2 separate regions of the Sus scrofa genome follow, and region 2 is linked to region 1. The links are chromatin contacts, called in public HiChIP or PLAC-seq maps. All regions are on one chromosome and are shown on one strand. The core of a region is the stretch at or near the end of the contact, and the rest is flanking DNA. Distances in the headings are between cores, read along the strand shown. Region 1 overlaps USP32 (ubiquitin carboxyl-terminal hydrolase 32). Region 2 holds the start of CA4 (carbonic anhydrase 4).

What was found. HiChIP or PLAC-seq counts read pairs in DNA pulled down with a chosen protein or histone mark.
Region 2: a contact with region 1 is called in an H3K27ac HiChIP or PLAC-seq map of alveolar macrophages. The contact joins two enhancer-like sites. A contact is called at or near these places in 1 of 47 Hi-C or Micro-C datasets (undifferentiated spermatogonia) and 1 of 2 datasets of contacts at active chromatin or transcription factors (alveolar macrophages).

Annotation. Positions count from the first base shown.
Region 1 is chr12:37,780,860-37,788,685 of Sscrofa11.1, forward strand. USP32 (ubiquitin carboxyl-terminal hydrolase 32) reads left to right here. Exons shown (of 35, transcript XM_021067306.1): 2 at 226-353. The coding sequence starts at 291. Among named protein-coding and RNA genes, the nearest start is that of USP32, 65 kb to the left of the region's middle. Within about 2 kb of position 2,977, at least 9 of the 83 cell types and tissues checked have an H3K27ac peak or open chromatin away from gene starts, as enhancers often do. A contact at or near this core is called in alveolar macrophages, where this site is marked.
Region 2 is chr12:37,971,714-37,979,539 of Sscrofa11.1, forward strand. It overlaps CA4 (carbonic anhydrase 4), which reads right to left and starts at 730. Exons shown (of 8, transcript NM_001243920.1): 1 at 615-730. The coding sequence starts at 672. Within about 2 kb of position 3,693, at least 3 of the 83 cell types and tissues checked have an H3K27ac peak or open chromatin away from gene starts, as enhancers often do. A contact at or near this core is called in alveolar macrophages, where this site is marked.

The DNA.
Region 1 (7,826 bases), core at 1,727-4,226:
CCTGGGACTCTCCATATGCCGCGGGAGCGGCCCAAGAAATAGCAAAAAGACAAACAAACAAACAAACAAAAAAAAACCCAAAAAAACCTTTGGGTTTGTTTTACTCATTTGACCAGTGAAGTAATACTTGCCAATTTTTATTAGGAAGTGGGTTGAAAAAAATGTGAAGATCTCGAGAAGTTATCTCCTCAGGTTTCTTACCCATCTTTTATTTCTGAATTGCAGTTACAGATGTTGAGCTGAAACGACTGAAAGATGCCTTCAAGAGAACCTGTGGACTCTCCTATTACATGGGCCAGCACTGCTTCATCAGGGAAGTGCTTGGGGACGGAGTGCCTCCAAAAGTTGCTGAGGTAATCTTTATGTTCTAGGCTTGCCTTTGAGTCTTGAGAGCTCTCCTGGTCTTGACAGATTTAATCTTCTGTACAGTTAGTTTCCTTGCTGAGTAACTAAACAGCTCTAGTTTTCAGTGTCAATATAACTGTGTTCTCAGAGGCCAAATGGGACTACTGCAGAGCTGCAGTTCTGCTTCTTGTGTTCTGAGCTTTTATAGCCACTGGTTGTAATCATGGGACCATGTATATGACTGGCTTGTTATGCTTATAAACTTTATCATTCTGACATATAATTTTTTATGTTGGGAGTTTTTTTTGTTTTATGTTTTTTGTTTCTTCGCTTTTTAGGACTGCACCTGTAGCGTATGGAGGTTCCCAGGCTAGGGGTTATATTGGAGCTGTAGCTGCCAATCTACGCCACAGCCACAGAAACAGCAACACAGGATCCAAGCTGTGTCTGCAACTTACACCATAGCTCCTGGCAATGCCGGATCCCTAACCCACTGAGCAAGGCCAGGGGTCAAACCCGCAACCTCATGGTTCCTAGTCGGATTCGTTAACCACTGAGCCACAACAGGAATTTCTGGAAGTTATTTTTATAAATTTTTGAGTTTAAAATTTTCCAATATAGTAAAATGTAATTAAATCAGTTTTCTACAATTAAATGTTGTATATGAAACACTGGATTATTGTAACTTGTAAAGGCTTACTTAAATTGTACTAAATTTTTTTTGGTAGATGTAAAATAAGCTACGTTGATATAAGTATCCCCTTTCTAACATTTAATTCACTATTTTATAGATATGTCTGGAGATATGTTATTATGTTGTTCTAAAGGCGAAATGAGAATAAAATTAATAAAACTGAAAATTATCGTAAGAATTTTAAGCTTGGTGTGTTTCATAAAACTTCAGTTCGCCATTCCTAATTAATGACAGTTGTTATTTCTGACCTGTGCTGTGTATTTTTTTGAACCTTATGGCTTACATAATATGGAAATTACATTTATTGCTTTTTTGTGTGTGTTAATCTTTTTGGTGGGAATATATGTTGCATTAATTCTATTATATGTGTTCCTGTGCAAAGTTATATACTTTCTTGTTCAGTCATTATTTCAGATTTATGACAGAATTAGTTTTTTCCTAATACTGTTTATTGGGTTCTTTTTTTTTTCCTCTGAATTCCTCTTCCTATTTTCTATTTTATCTTTTTGTCTTAAATGCTACTATAATATAAAAATTTGAAATTTAGAATTTTTCATTTTAAGATATAACTAGGAGTTTAATGAGATAATATGTTGCTGGTTAGAGGAAGGGATTTAAACTGAATCCTTAATAATTAAAACAAGATGCTTCCAAATTCAAATATATACTGACTTAAGCCTTTCTTTCCCCACAGCTTCTCTTCTTCCTTAAAGTCAAAACTGACAGATAGTGTAATTTGTGGTGCTGGGAAAACTTAGGTCAGAATATCGGACGTTGTTTTTGGATGAATAAGATTTACATGTGCACATCTACATACCTACTAACAGATATCCAATTAGGCCCTTGTTTCTTTGTGTCTTTTTGTTCTTGAGTTGTAAGAGTTTTTATATATTCTAGATACAGATCTCTTTTAAGATCCATGATTTGCAAATAATTTCTCCCATTCTGTAATTTTGCTCTCTTGATGGTGTTCTTTGAAACATAAAACCTTAAAAATTTGATGAAGTCTAGTTTACCTATTTTTCCTTTTATCACTTTTCTTTTTGGGGTTGTGTCCAGGAAACCATTGCCTAACCCACGGTCACAAAGATTTGCTCTTCTGTTTCTTTCTAAGAATTGTAGCTCTTACCTTTAGGTCTCATCCATTTAGTGCTAATTTTTGTGTATGGTGTGATGAGTCCAACTTCATTCCTTTTTTTTTAGTGGTAACTTTTACATATGTACTTTTGTTTGTTTGTTTGTTTAGGGCCCCACTTGTGACATATGGAAGTTCCAGGATAGGGGCTGAATTGGAGTTACAGCTGCTGGCCTACGCCATAGCCACAGCAACGAGGGATCTGAGCCGTGTCTGTGACCTATATCACAGATCATGGCAACCCCGGATCCTTAACCCACTGGGCGAGGCCAGAGATCAAACCCGCAACCTCATGGGTACTAGTTGGTTGAGCCATAACAGAAGTTTCCCAACTTCATTATTTTGAAAATAGTACTTTGGTTGGTAACAAGTACAAACTCCTACTGCTTGCTGCATGACAGGCCAACAAATCAAAAGATGAGTTGTTGGGGCAAGGAGTAGTGACTTTATTTGGAAATCTAACAGACCGAGAAGGTAGTAGACTGGTGTCCCAAAGAACCATCTTATCTAAGTTAGAATTCAGGCCTCTTTTACGTTAAAGGGGGAGAGGGTGTGGCTGGTTGTTGCAAGCTTCTTGGTGCCAAACCCTTTCCCAGTTCTTGAAAGCTGTCCATGTAGATCTGACCACAATATACCTACAAACTTCCTGTAAGAAAACTGTTTTTCTCTGTTCTGCAACTTTTTGTCTCTAAATGAATATAAAAGTGGTATACCTTTAAAGGTCAGAGCCTTGAGAGTGGCCTATCCTATGTGTTTCAGGCTATAGGCAACATTCTTTTACAAAAGGAGCAGAGCCAGCATGACTATTCACAAGCGACAGAGTACAAAGGTTAGAGCTAAAGGAACACATTCAATATAGAATCAGGTGTTCTTTCCTGTTACAATCCTAGCACTGTTGGTTAAAAAGATTATTCTTTCCCATTGGATTGTCTTATCAGTCTTCTTGAAAATCATTGACCATAAGCATAAGGTTTTATTTCTGGATTCTTGATTCCATTCCATTGATTTCTGTGTCTGTTCTTACATCAGTATCACATTGCCTTGATTATTCTAACTTTCTAATAAGTTTTAAAATCAGAAAGTGTCATTTCTCCAGCTTTCTTCTTTTTCTCTATCTATTTGGGATCCCTTGCATTTACATGTGAATTTTAGGATCAGCTCTTCAATTTCTACAAAAGAAGCAACAGATTTTGATAGGAGTTGCATTTAATCAGTAGATTGATTTGGGAAGTATTGTCATTTTAACAATAGTTAAGTGTTCTGATTCATGAAATTAGAATTCCTTTCCATTTATTTAGATTTTTAATTTCTTTCAGTGATGTTTAAAGTTTTCAGCATACAAGTCAGATGTCCATCAACAGAACAAAATGTGGTATATCCATACAGTGGAATATTGTTAATAAAAAATGAAGTTTTCTGGTAATGCATGGATGAACCTCCAAAACATTTTATGTCAAAGAAGCCAAACACTAAAGACCTCATTTATTTATTTTTTTTGTCCTTTTAGGGCCTCACCCACGGCATATGGAGGATCCAGGCTAGGGGTCGAATCAGAACTGTTGCTGCCAGCCTACACCACAGCTCACAGCAGCACCAGATCCTTAAGCCACTGAGCAAGACCAGGGATCGAACCCGCAACCCGAAACCTCATGGTTCCCAGTTAATTCATTTCCGCTGCGCCTCAATGGGAACTCCAAGACCTCATTTTTTTTTTTTTTGGAATGCTTAATTTTTTATTTATAAAAAATATAAAAAATCACTTTTTATAATCAGGAAAAAGGTTTTAACTGTTTGTCTTCTGAGAAGCAACCAAAGCTATTATCAGTGAAAAATTCATTGCCTTTAATACTAGAATTACTAAACATAGAAAATGAAGGAGTTCCTTTGTGGCTTAGTGGTTTAAGGATCTGGCATTGTCACTGCTGTGGCTCTGGTTACAGCTGTGGCATGGGTTTGATCCCTAGGTTGGGAACTTCTAAATGCCAGAAACACAGCAGAAAAAAAAAAAAAAAAAAAAAAAAAAAAAAGGAAATGTAAGAGTAGGTTTCATGGTGGTTTCGAAATAAATGTACATAAGCAAAAAGTAATTAAAAAAGCACAATTAGATGTATAAGGACAAATAAAAGGAGATGGGTTAGTTTTAATACCTAACTAGAGTCATAACCTATCGTGGGAAGGACATCTAGTATCTTTCTTGTTATGCTTCTGTGGAAAAGTGTGGTTAAGAACCTCATGTTTTTTTATTCCATTTGTATGAAATGGCTGGGATAGCCAAATCTATAGAGACAAGAAATAGATTAGTAGCACTTTGTTAAAACGTTAGCTGATTTTTTTTTTTTTTTTTTTTTTTTTTTTTTTTTACTCGTATAGGAGCTGCTTCTTCCTGCTATTGTTTTAGAGGAATCTCTCCTTCTTGGGCTATCAGATACAGATTGCCCTATTATCTCAGCCCTTAGATAGGCTCAAGAAATATAATACAATAGTTAAATGGCTTTTTGTTGTTGTTGTTTTTAGTGTCATTTAGTGAAACTGAAAGCACATATGTCTTGAATCCAGCTAGAACCCAGGTTGGGACTTGATCCCATGTGCTGGGACTAAAACCTAGCCAGAACTCAGACTGGGACTTGAACACACAATTTTTCACACCCCTGGTGTCTGGATTTACTGAGGTTCAGGTTCTTTGTGCCTCAGCCCAGAAGGAATTCAGTGAGAGACAAAGTGATAGGCAAGAAATAGATTTATTAAGATAGGACGAGGAATTCCTTAGCTGAAACAAATCTGACTGGCATCTATAAGATGCAGTTTCAATCCCTGGCTTTGCTCAGTGGAGATTAAGAATCCCGCCTTGCTATGGCTGTGGCTGTAGGCCAGCAGCTACAGCTCCGATTCCACTGCTAACCTGGGAACCTCCATATGCTGTGTGCAGCCCTATTTAAAACAAAATGATTGGATGCTTGTGAGAGATGCAAGCAGCCAGGCAAGGAAGCTCTACCTTCAGAATTAGGTGGGCTACAGTTTTATAATCCAAGGGGAGTGGGGGATGGGAAAAGACCACCTCTTCCTTCTTAGTAGCTCCTCCTTGGTATCAGGTAAGAGATTATTTGACCCTATGAGGTCAAACTAGGACTGTCACGGTGCTTATTCAAGTCAGCAAAAGGGTGGTCCTTAAACTCCTGCCCTAGGCCTGAACCTGGATGCCGCAGTAATCTATGCCCGACCCAGTGACTTGAGGCATATCTCGCACCTCTGCTAGTCCAGTAAGCTTGCCTTGTTCTGATGGCTTTCTTGAGCAATCATTAACTTAGAGTGATCTCCCAAAGTCTCCCTAGGTTTCCCTCTCTATCCGTGGTCCCTTATTGGGACTTCCACAACTACCTGTGTAACTATCCTACTCCATCCCTATCGTTAAGAATGACATTCTTTCAGGCTTTCTGCATTTAAGGTGGAAGTAGAACTCTGTGGAGCATCATTTTTATGTCAATGTTTCATAAATTTCATTTCACCCAAAAGTGTTTAAAGAGTCTCTATCTTTTGGACTATCTGTTAAGAGTAATCATTGGCTAGAATAAAGCAACTCTTTTAGAAGGGCGATCTTAATTTTACTTGTGTGTGTGTTTTTTTTTAGCTGTTTAGGGCTGCACCAGCAGCGTATGGAGATTCTCAGGCTAGGAGTCCAATAGGAGCTACAGCCACAGCAACGCAGGACCTGATCCAAGTCTTAGACCTACACCATAGCTCACAGCAACACCATATTCTCAACCCACTGACCGAGGCCAGGGATGGAACCCACAACCTCATGGTTCCTAGTCAGATTCGTTTCCGCTGTGCCGTGACGGGAACTCCAAGAATGATCTTAATTTTAAATTGTAAAATCCACCATGATAGTTTTAAATTTCAGTTTCATTGTAGTTAACACTTTTTGTGTGTTAACATTAGCACGATATTAAACACAAATAGAAATTTTACAAATCCCTTTAGTAGATAGATTTTCTCACCTTTTGTGTGTACTTGGGAAAGGGAAAGAATTTATGAGTATGCTTCATCTTTGTAGAGTACAGTTATTTGCTGAAGGGGAAGGATACTGGTTTATAGTCTTTCTCTCTAACTAGAATCTGTATAATATCTGTAAGTCTTTATCTTAACTGTATCACTTGTTCACAGCGTAAATTCATGCTAATTCTTTTTCTTTTTTTTTCTTTTATTTTTTTTTTTTGCTTTTTAGGGCCGCACCCACTGCATTTGGAGGTTCCCAGGCTAAAGGTTGAATCAGAGTTGTAGCTGCTGGCCTACACCACAGCTCATGGCAACGCCGGATCCACTGAGCGAGGCCAGGGATTGAACCTGCATCCTCATGGATGCTAGTCAGATTTTTTAACTACTGAGCCACGATGGGAACTCCATGCTCATTCTTAAATTTAATTTTTTTTTTAGTATTTCTCTTTGTAAGACTAGACAATAAAAAGATTCCTAGGGCGTTATTAGATGAAGATAGTAACAGATATCACTCTCCTAAAGTTACATATGGACTTTAAACAGATATGCATGATTGTCTTGATAGTTCTTAACTGACAAGTTTTATCCTAGAGCAATTTTTAGACAGTTTCAAAAACTATTGAAATAAAGAGTTTATAGTAGAAGAGCTGACATGTCATTAAGCATAATGGATCTAGTGAACTCCTTGTATAAAACATTACATCAAGTATGTTACTTGAAGTACGAATGTTCTAAGTGGTATGTCAGATGTCAGAGAAGTCATCCACTTATATTAGTACTAAAAATACTCTTACAGGAGTTCCTGTCATGGCTCAGTGGTTAACGAATCTGACTAGGAACCATGAAGTTGCAGGTTCGATCCCTGACCTTGCTCAGGTTAAGGATCTCCAGTTGCTGTGGCTGTGGTGTAGGCCGGTGGCTATAGCTCCGATTAGACCCCTAGGCTGGGAACCTCCATATGCTGCGGGAGCGGCCCTAGAAAAGGCAAAAAGACAAAAAAAAAAAAAAAAACCACCTCTTATAGAAAATAACTTATGCGTAATCACTTGTTTTGAATACGTGGTATATGAAATAAGCTACTGTCATGACTGGTATGGTAAATTATAAAAATTATTGGTATCCTGGAGTTGCGGTGCAGTGGGTTAAAGGTCCAGCATTGTCACTGCACTGGTTTGGGTCACTGCTGTGGTGCACATTTGATCTCTGGCCTAATCGCTTCCCCATGCTGCAAGTGTGGCCAGAAAAATTAATAAGTGGTATCCTTTTCAAAATTTTTCAAGTCATTCTTTTTTTTTTTTTTTTAATTGTATGGCTGCTCCTGTGGGGCAGGCCAGGGATTGAATCCAGTCCACAGCTGACACCTATGTTTTTTTTAACACACTGTACCAGACTGGGGAACCTCTGCAGCAACCCAAGCCACTGTGATCTGATTCTTAACCCACTGTGCCATGGTGGGAGCTCCATTTTTCAAGTCATTCTTGATAAGGTACTTCTATCCAATAGTATATTTATTAATTAGTATTGTAAGGTAAAATAAGGTGGGTTTAATTTAAAATTGAGTGTTAGAAACCTCTGCCAAAATTTAACTGTTAAAATTTAGCTGAGTTTGGAGTTCCCGTCGTGGCTCAGTGGTTAACGAATCTGACTAGGAACCATGAG
Region 2 (7,826 bases), core at 2,443-4,942, 190 kb after region 1:
ATCAAATATTAACACCCCTCTCCTGCCACCTCCCACCTAGGCGAATAATTAAGAGCTTGGTCTCACTATTAATCTTTAAACGAAAATCACCCTGGCCGGAAAGACCGGCTTGGCCGGGACCTTGGGTCTCCGGATGCCCCCCGCCAGGCTCCCAACACTGCTGTGGAGGTGAAGGGTGCTGGCAGCCTCCGGGTACAAAGAACCCAAGGTGGGAAGCATGGAGGACAGGGCCCCACCGCACCCTTGCTATGGGCCGGGGACAGCCACCTAGCACTGAGCCGCCACCGGATGGACAGCGACCGATGACGGACCACGGCGCACCAGAAAGGCGGGACGTGCCAGAAAGAGTGATAAACGGAGGCATGCGTGGAGGCGGCTCGGAGAAGCATCCTTGCCCCAGACCCGCACGCCACCTGGCCGAGGGCCATCGGGCCCCGCACCCGGCCGCCGCCCGGCACACACGGGTCCTCGCTCCCCGCGCCCGCCCCACCCGGCCTCCCTGCTTCCGCCCTTCGAGCCGCCCCGATCGCCCATGGGCGCAGCCTAGGCGAGGGGCGCGGGGCCGGGGCGCCGAGGGGCCACCTAGGGGACCTGGGGCCGAAGCCCGCGCTCACCTGCGCGGGCCCAGGGCCGGGCGGCGGCGAGGACCAGGAGCGCCAGCAGCAGCCACATCCTGCGCAGGAGCTGAGATGCCGCCGAGCCGGGGGTGCCGCGGTCATGCTGGCCGGGGTTTTATAGCGGAGCCGCGACGAGAGGGAGCCCCGACAGCAGGATGCGGGAAGCGGCTCCTCCCCCTGGCTGGGCGTCTCCTCCCTTGCCCCAGATCTGAGAGCCTCCGCTCCCTCACTTGCGCTCCCCGCCCCGCGCCGGGCCACCTTTCACCCGGTGCGCGGGGCCCGCTCACCCACCCGCGGCCCCTCGGCTCAGGGGCAGCGCTCTCCTCCCTCGCTCCTCCCCTGTCCCACACCTGGTCTCAGCTCTGGGACCAGGGGAGCGACTCGGCAAGGTACTTGATCCGCACAAGGGTGGGAGCCCCGGATTCCTGCCTTGGATCATTTTGGCGCGGACCCCTGCGCAGTCCTCTCGCCTCGGAAGCAGCCGGCCGGAGCCTTGGGATGGCCTGGGGTTGAGGGCCCGAGGAGTGGAGATGGCCTCGGTGGGATGGCGAAGTCGAGGGACACGCGGTGGTGTTTGTGGAATCTGGTGTCCTCAGAAAGAGGGCTGGCTTCTTTCTCTCTCAGGCAGGGACCGCCGATTCTCTGGGGCTCGTCTTTTTCTGCTGCACCGCAGGCTACTCCAAACTTCATTTCTAAGCAGCCCAAAGACCTTTCTTCCAACACAGAATGTGGACGCTGCTGAGCTGCTGTGTGAGTGTGTATGTGATGGCCAGCGCGGGGGAAGTTCAGGAGGCAGAACTGAGAAAGGAATTGCAAAGGGGATCAAGTGAGAGAGGAACAGATGGTATCAGAGGGAAGGGGCTGCCCCCCACCCCCACCCCCAAACACTTGCGATGAGATGGAAAGAGATGAGACTGGGGTCTCAAGGGACGCCTGGTTTTCTCATCTGCCAGAATCTTCAGAGGCGTCCAGGGAAAGGAAACTTTGCTTGGAGGAGGCTCTAGCATTGGGGGAAATGGGGCTGTGGGCCCCCACAGAATGGGGGTGTTCTAGTCTCAGAAGGGTGCTCCCTCTCCTGGATGTGACACCCCCCACCCTGCCCCCGCAGTGCCTATAGACACCTTCAGGCTCCGGGTCCTGTGCAGTCGACATGGGGCGAGGGCCTCTGTGGGAGTTTGAGAAGCTCATCCAGACTTCCATGGGGATTAGGGACAGGGGACCAGGCAGTGGGTCGGGACCCCCTCCACCAACAGGAAGCCCCAGTTTTTTGGTCTAGTCGCTTCCCCATCTGCTGCCAACCTCTCAGCCCCCACGGGTCTTTGAACCTAAGAGAGAGACCTCTGAAGAGGGATGGCCTCTCCAGAACCATCCAGGCAAAGGGACTTCCTCCCTGGTGAGAGGCCTGGCTGACTCTCTGCCACCCTCTGGCCCAGGATCACACGGCCTCAAGGAGCAGCTTTGATCCTCCGGAGAGGGGAGGAGGGGAATCCACATTAGGATTTTTTTCTTTAAATGGAGATTTGGGCTTTATCCCGTGATAAGAAGCATTTATGGCTTAGGAATCAGGTCCTATGCTTCCACCTGGAACATCTTCCTTTAGCAAACCTGGTGTCAGGTGACAGCGTCCCCCCCACCCCGCCCCCGCCGCGCGCGAGCGCACGTGCACGCGCGCGCGCGGCTGTTCACTGATGCTTAAGCCTGCAGGCAGGCTTAAGGCACTGAGCACCTACGTATACCTTCCCTTTGCTGGAGGGAGTTTCATCACCAGCCTGGGCATAGGACAGTCAAAGGAGGAATTCCATACCCCTGGGGCCTTTTTCTGGGGAGTGGATTTGTGTTCAGAAGACGGTAAAAAAATATATTTTAGGACTGGGGTGGGGAGGAGGCCTATTCCTGGGAAGATCTTTTTTAGGGGTCCCTGTAACCCCAAGCCTTCCCCCTGACAGGCAGGAGAGAGACTTGGAAACCTCTGGGGGCTTAAAGGGCTATTGAATGGTGACTTTTAGACCCACTTCAAAGTCCCTTTGGGGGAGTTCCTTTCATGGTTCAGCGGTTAACACACCCAACTAGGGTCCATGAGGACGCAGGTTCGATCCCTGGTTTCACTCGGTGGGTTAAGGATCTGGCGCTGCTGTGAGCTGTGGTGTAGGTCGAGACGTGGCTCGGATCCTGTGCTGCAGGCCAGCAGCTGTAGCTCCGATTTGCCCCCTAGTCTGGGAACTTCCATGTGCCATGGGTGTGACCCTAAAAAAGCAAAAAAAAAAAAAAAAAAAAAAAGAAAAGTCCCTTTGGGAAGAGAAGGAGGAAGCTGACATCTAAATAATCCAGCTCCCTTCCCCCCACTGTGTTTTGGGAGGAGAACCATGGCCTCGGTGGGGTGTCCCCTCTGGGGCCTGGGTGGTGTAGGAGTTAAGGATTGGCATTTCCTCGAGGATGCGTTTTCATCATAGGCACCACCAAGACTGCACATTTGTGACGCAGGAGGTCAGGGGGTGGCCCCTGCTCTATCCGTCAACTCTGGCTCCCTTTTTTCATTTTCTTTTTTTTTCTTTTTATGGCTGCACCTGTGGCACATGGAAGTTCCCAGGTGAGGGGTCTCATCGGAGCTGCTGCTGCTGCTGGCTGATGCCGCAGCCACAGCAACACCGGATCCGAGCCACCTTTGCCACCTACACCATAGCTCACAGCAATGCCAGATCCTTATCCTACTCAATGAGGCCAGGGATCGAACCCGCATCCTCTAAGACACTATGTTGGGCTCTTAACCTGCTGAGCCACAACAGGAACTCTGTCATCTCTGACTCCAATGTCACACAAGGCAGGCAACTTTGTGTTATCAAGTTTACCCAGCCTTATCTCCCAGCCCTGGACCCCTGTCCTGCCTGCCATAAACTTGTCACCTGTCACTGTCTGGGCCACCCTGGGGCCAGGCCTCCCGGAAGGGACCAGACCCCTCATTACAGCAGGGATCAGTAGATCAGGGATGGGCCCTAACACGTCTCGGTGACTTACAGTGTCCATAAAGCTGCCAGCCCAGGCCCAGCAGTCCCAGCCCTGCCACAGCCTCCTTCCTCTTACACCACACAGGGTCCCCGCGTGTCTTGCATTCAGGTTCCTGCTCTTCCTTTAACTCAGGGATGACCTTGGGCAACTTTCCGACTCCTCTCCGGTTGCAACTTCCTCATCTGTAAAGTAGATATGATAATATGATAACCCTGCCCTGCCAACCTCTGCCAATAAACCATATTGGGCCAGAGCCTGCCCAGCCCACACTTTCACAACCGGCTTCACGGTACCTGGGTGTAGCTGCTGGCCCATCGTGGATGCAGAAATGAATCATGGTTCTCATCCGCTGGCAATTTCCTCGCCGTGGCCCCGTCTGGAACAGGAGGGAGGCACTGGGGAAGCTAATGGAGCTTTGAGGCCAGACAAGCCTCATAACTCCTGGCTCTACCCACATGCTCTGTGACCTCAGTATAGCCTTGCTTTTCCTCAATTATGAAACAAAAACCATGTTTCTCTCTTCCTCGTAGGTTTCTGATGCTCAAAATTCATTGTGAGAATTCAGTGACTAACGCCTGAGTGTAGGGGCTAGTCTGGGCACATAAGCACATGTCATGCTGACCTCCAGATTGAGGTCCTATGACCTGGGTTGAACATGACCTGAACAGGTGTGGATGTGGCACTGGGTGGAAGGGGACACTGGGCTAGGCTCTGGGAGGCGCTCTGGCACATCCAGGCTCCACCTGGTCTCCCAAGACCTAAGGAGGGGGGAGGAAGGCTGAGGGGCAAGAAGGGTAGCCCCAACTGTGTGGACCCCCAAAAGATGAACTTCGGATTCAGCCTCTCCTGGGACTCTGATCGGCCTGGAGTGGAGGCACAAGGGAGCAGGACACTGCACTCCTGGTGTTCACAGGTCAGGGGCAGCCCCAGGACGTAGCCCTTACAGAAAAATACTGGGCTGGATTTTCCATTGTGGCTCGGTGGTAATGAACCTGACTAGGATCCACGAGGATGCAGGTTCGATCCCTGGCCTCGATCAGTGGGTTAAGGATCTGGCATTGCCATGAGCAGTGGTGTGGTTCGCAGATGTGGCTCGGATCTGGCGTTGCTGTGGCTGTGGTGTAGGCTGGAGGCTGTAGCTCCATTTCAACCCCTAGTCTGGGAACTTCCATATGCTGCAGGTGCAGCCCTAAAAAACAAACGAAAAATAGAAAGAGAGAGAGAAAGAAAGAAAACTTTGGAGCATCACCGCCACCCTGGATGCCCTTCCCCATCCCACACTCACCTTCACCCCCTCAGGCCCAGGGAGTGTCCTGGTCTAGAAAATGGGGTAGAGACTGTGCCTCCCTCTCGGGGGTGTGGTTAGGATTCAACGAGTTGGTGCCAGGTAAAGGGCCAGGTAGAGGTCCAAGCGCTTAGTAAGTGCTCAGTGAACCTCACCTGTTATGGGCAACAGTAACTGATGCCCATGATATTACAGGAGCCCAGAGGAGTGGCATCTGCCAGCCTAGGGCCGGGGAGTTGGGGAAGGCTTCCTGGAGGAGGTGAGATCCAGGCTGAGGACTGGGAGCTAAGTAGATGTTAACACAAAAAGAGAAGGGAGGAGTTCCCATCGTGGCACAGTGGAAACGAATCTGACTGGGAACCATGAGGTTGTGGGTTCGATCCCTGGCATGGCTCAAGTGGGTTAAGGATCTGGCGTTGCCCTGAGCTGTGGTGTAGGTTGGCAGCTACAGCTTCAATTGGACCCCTAGATTGGGACCCTCCAAGTGCCACGGGCGTGACCCTGAAAAGACAAAAACAAAAAACCCACATGTAAAACAAGTTTCAATCAATAGCCTGGGCTCCACCACTCCCAAACCTGGATCTCTGCCCTGTTCCAGCAGAGACAAGACAGGGCCTCTCCTGCCTTCATGTGTGGGAGCTGCAGGCCCGCCTCCCTGGTCCTGGGCATGGGGAGAGAGGGAGAACTGTCTCGGGGCAGCAGAGGGCCTTCTTCAGTAGAGAGATTGTCCAGACTTCTGAACTTCTGCCCCTGAACATTTTGAAATAATAAGAGTGATACCTGAAAGATGGTACTGGAATCTGGCTTCTTATTCACGGCAGTCGAAGAATGAATTTCGTGAACACACAGACAGCAAGCAAACAAAGTCTTTATTAAAGGAAAGCAGATGGCTCCCAGGGCTGCTGGAAAGGGGGAGAAGAGCCCCCTTTCTCTATTGTCCTGTAGGGGTTTTTATTCCTTAAAGGTGGGGAGGGTACCAACACGGGGGCCAGAAAGGATGTGTTTTTTTTTTTCTCCCATTGGCCTTGCTCAGTTACCCATATCAGTCCTTGTCCAAGAGGGTCTTGGGGGAGGAAATGCCCTGTAAGTCTCACAGTTTCTTTGTCCTTCTCTTCCTGTAAACTGGTAAACTGAGTCACAGGGGTTAGGGATTAATGTGCATCTGGGCATAGGTACACTCCCTACAGTAAACAAGGCCTGTGGGGATGTTACTCCCTGGAGCCCTTAAGCCACAAATGTTATTCCATGGTCACAGTCAAAGAATGTATGGAAGCTCATGCTCCTACACTGACTACCTGGGTTAATATTCTACCTCAAGAGCAGCAAGAAGCATGGAATACTTCAGCAATGGAGATAACATAGCTTCTGTTCTTGCCCTGCAGAGAGTTCAGGAAAACACCCCCTTGGCTGTCTCCTCCCTTCTCTGTGTCTCAGCCAAAGGAGTCCAGGGTCAGACCAGCAGGAGGCTGGGATCAGAGCTGCTTGGGATTTTCCAGTGTAATATTCATATATTCTTCTGGTTTGCAGTGGAAGGACCTCTAAAGAGGGTGATTAGGGTGGAGCCACGTGGGGAAAAAGAGGGAAAAACCTTGGGGGGAAAGGGAACTCTCCCTCCTTGGTTAATACTTTGTCAACGTGAAGAGAACAGGCTCTTTTATTTTTTTATTTATTTTTTTTTATTTTTTATTTATTTATTTATTTATTTTTGTCTTTTGTCTTTTGTCTTTTGTTGTTGTTGTTGTTGCTATTTCTTGGGCCGCTCCCACGGCATATGGAGGTTCCCAGGCTAGGGGTCTAATCGGAGCTGTAGCCACCGGCCTACGCCAGAGCCACAGCAATGCGGGATCCGAGCCGCGTCTGCAACCTACACCACAGCTCACGGCAACGCCGGATCGTTAACCCACTGAGCAAGGGCAGGGACCGAACCCGCAACCTCATGGTTCCTAGTCGGATTCGTTAACCACTGCGCCACAGAGGAAGCTCTCCTTGTAATCTTTATCTATATGTAAAACACTGTTGACATAGGGAACTAGTTAATGTACTGCTTTTTAACCTTCACCTTTCAGTGTAGACATGAGTTCATGTTACCTCACAGCCTCTGCAACTGTCATTTTGTGGTTCCACAGTGTACAGGGGCTGTGTCATCAGCTTACTTTCCATTGTCAATTACACGGCAGGGAACATCGTCCCACTGGCTGGGCCACTGGCTGGGGAGGGAAAACAGGGTTCCCAGACCCTCTGTCCAGCTCCTCACTGAAACCAACTACCATCAGTTTATGAAAATCATTTGGAGGTAGGTTTAAGTGCCCAAGGGAAGCCCCCAGAGGCCAGTTAAAGAATCTAAGTCAGGAAAAAAAAAAAAAAGGAGTCCCTGTTGTGGCTCAGTGGAAATGAACCTGACCAGCATCCACAAGGACACGGGCTCAATCCCTGGCCTCTCAGCAGGTTAAGGATCCGGCATTGCCATAAGCTGTGGCCTAGGGCGGTGGCTACAGCTCAGATTCGACCCCTACCTAGCCTGGGAACTTCCATGTGCCGTGGGTGTGGCCCTAAAAAGACGGGAAAAAAAAAAAAAAGAATCTGAGTCAGGAACTCTAACTCTTTGACTTTTAAAGTACTTGAGGCGTTCCCCTCGTGGCTCAGCAGTAACGAACCACACTAGCATCCATGAGGACCTGGGTTGGATCCCTGTCCTTGCTCAGTGGGCTAGGGATCTGGCGTTGCTGTGAGCTGTGGTGTAGACCTCAGAGGAGGCTTGGATCCTGGGTGGCTGTGGCTGTGGCGTAGGCTGGCAGCTGCAGCTCCGATTGGACCCCTAGCCTGGGAGTTTCCACATGCCCTGAGTGTGGCCCTAAAAAGGCAATAAATAAATAGTACTTGTAAGAGAGGGGTTGTGAAGGGGGTTAGAGTTAAGGAGATAA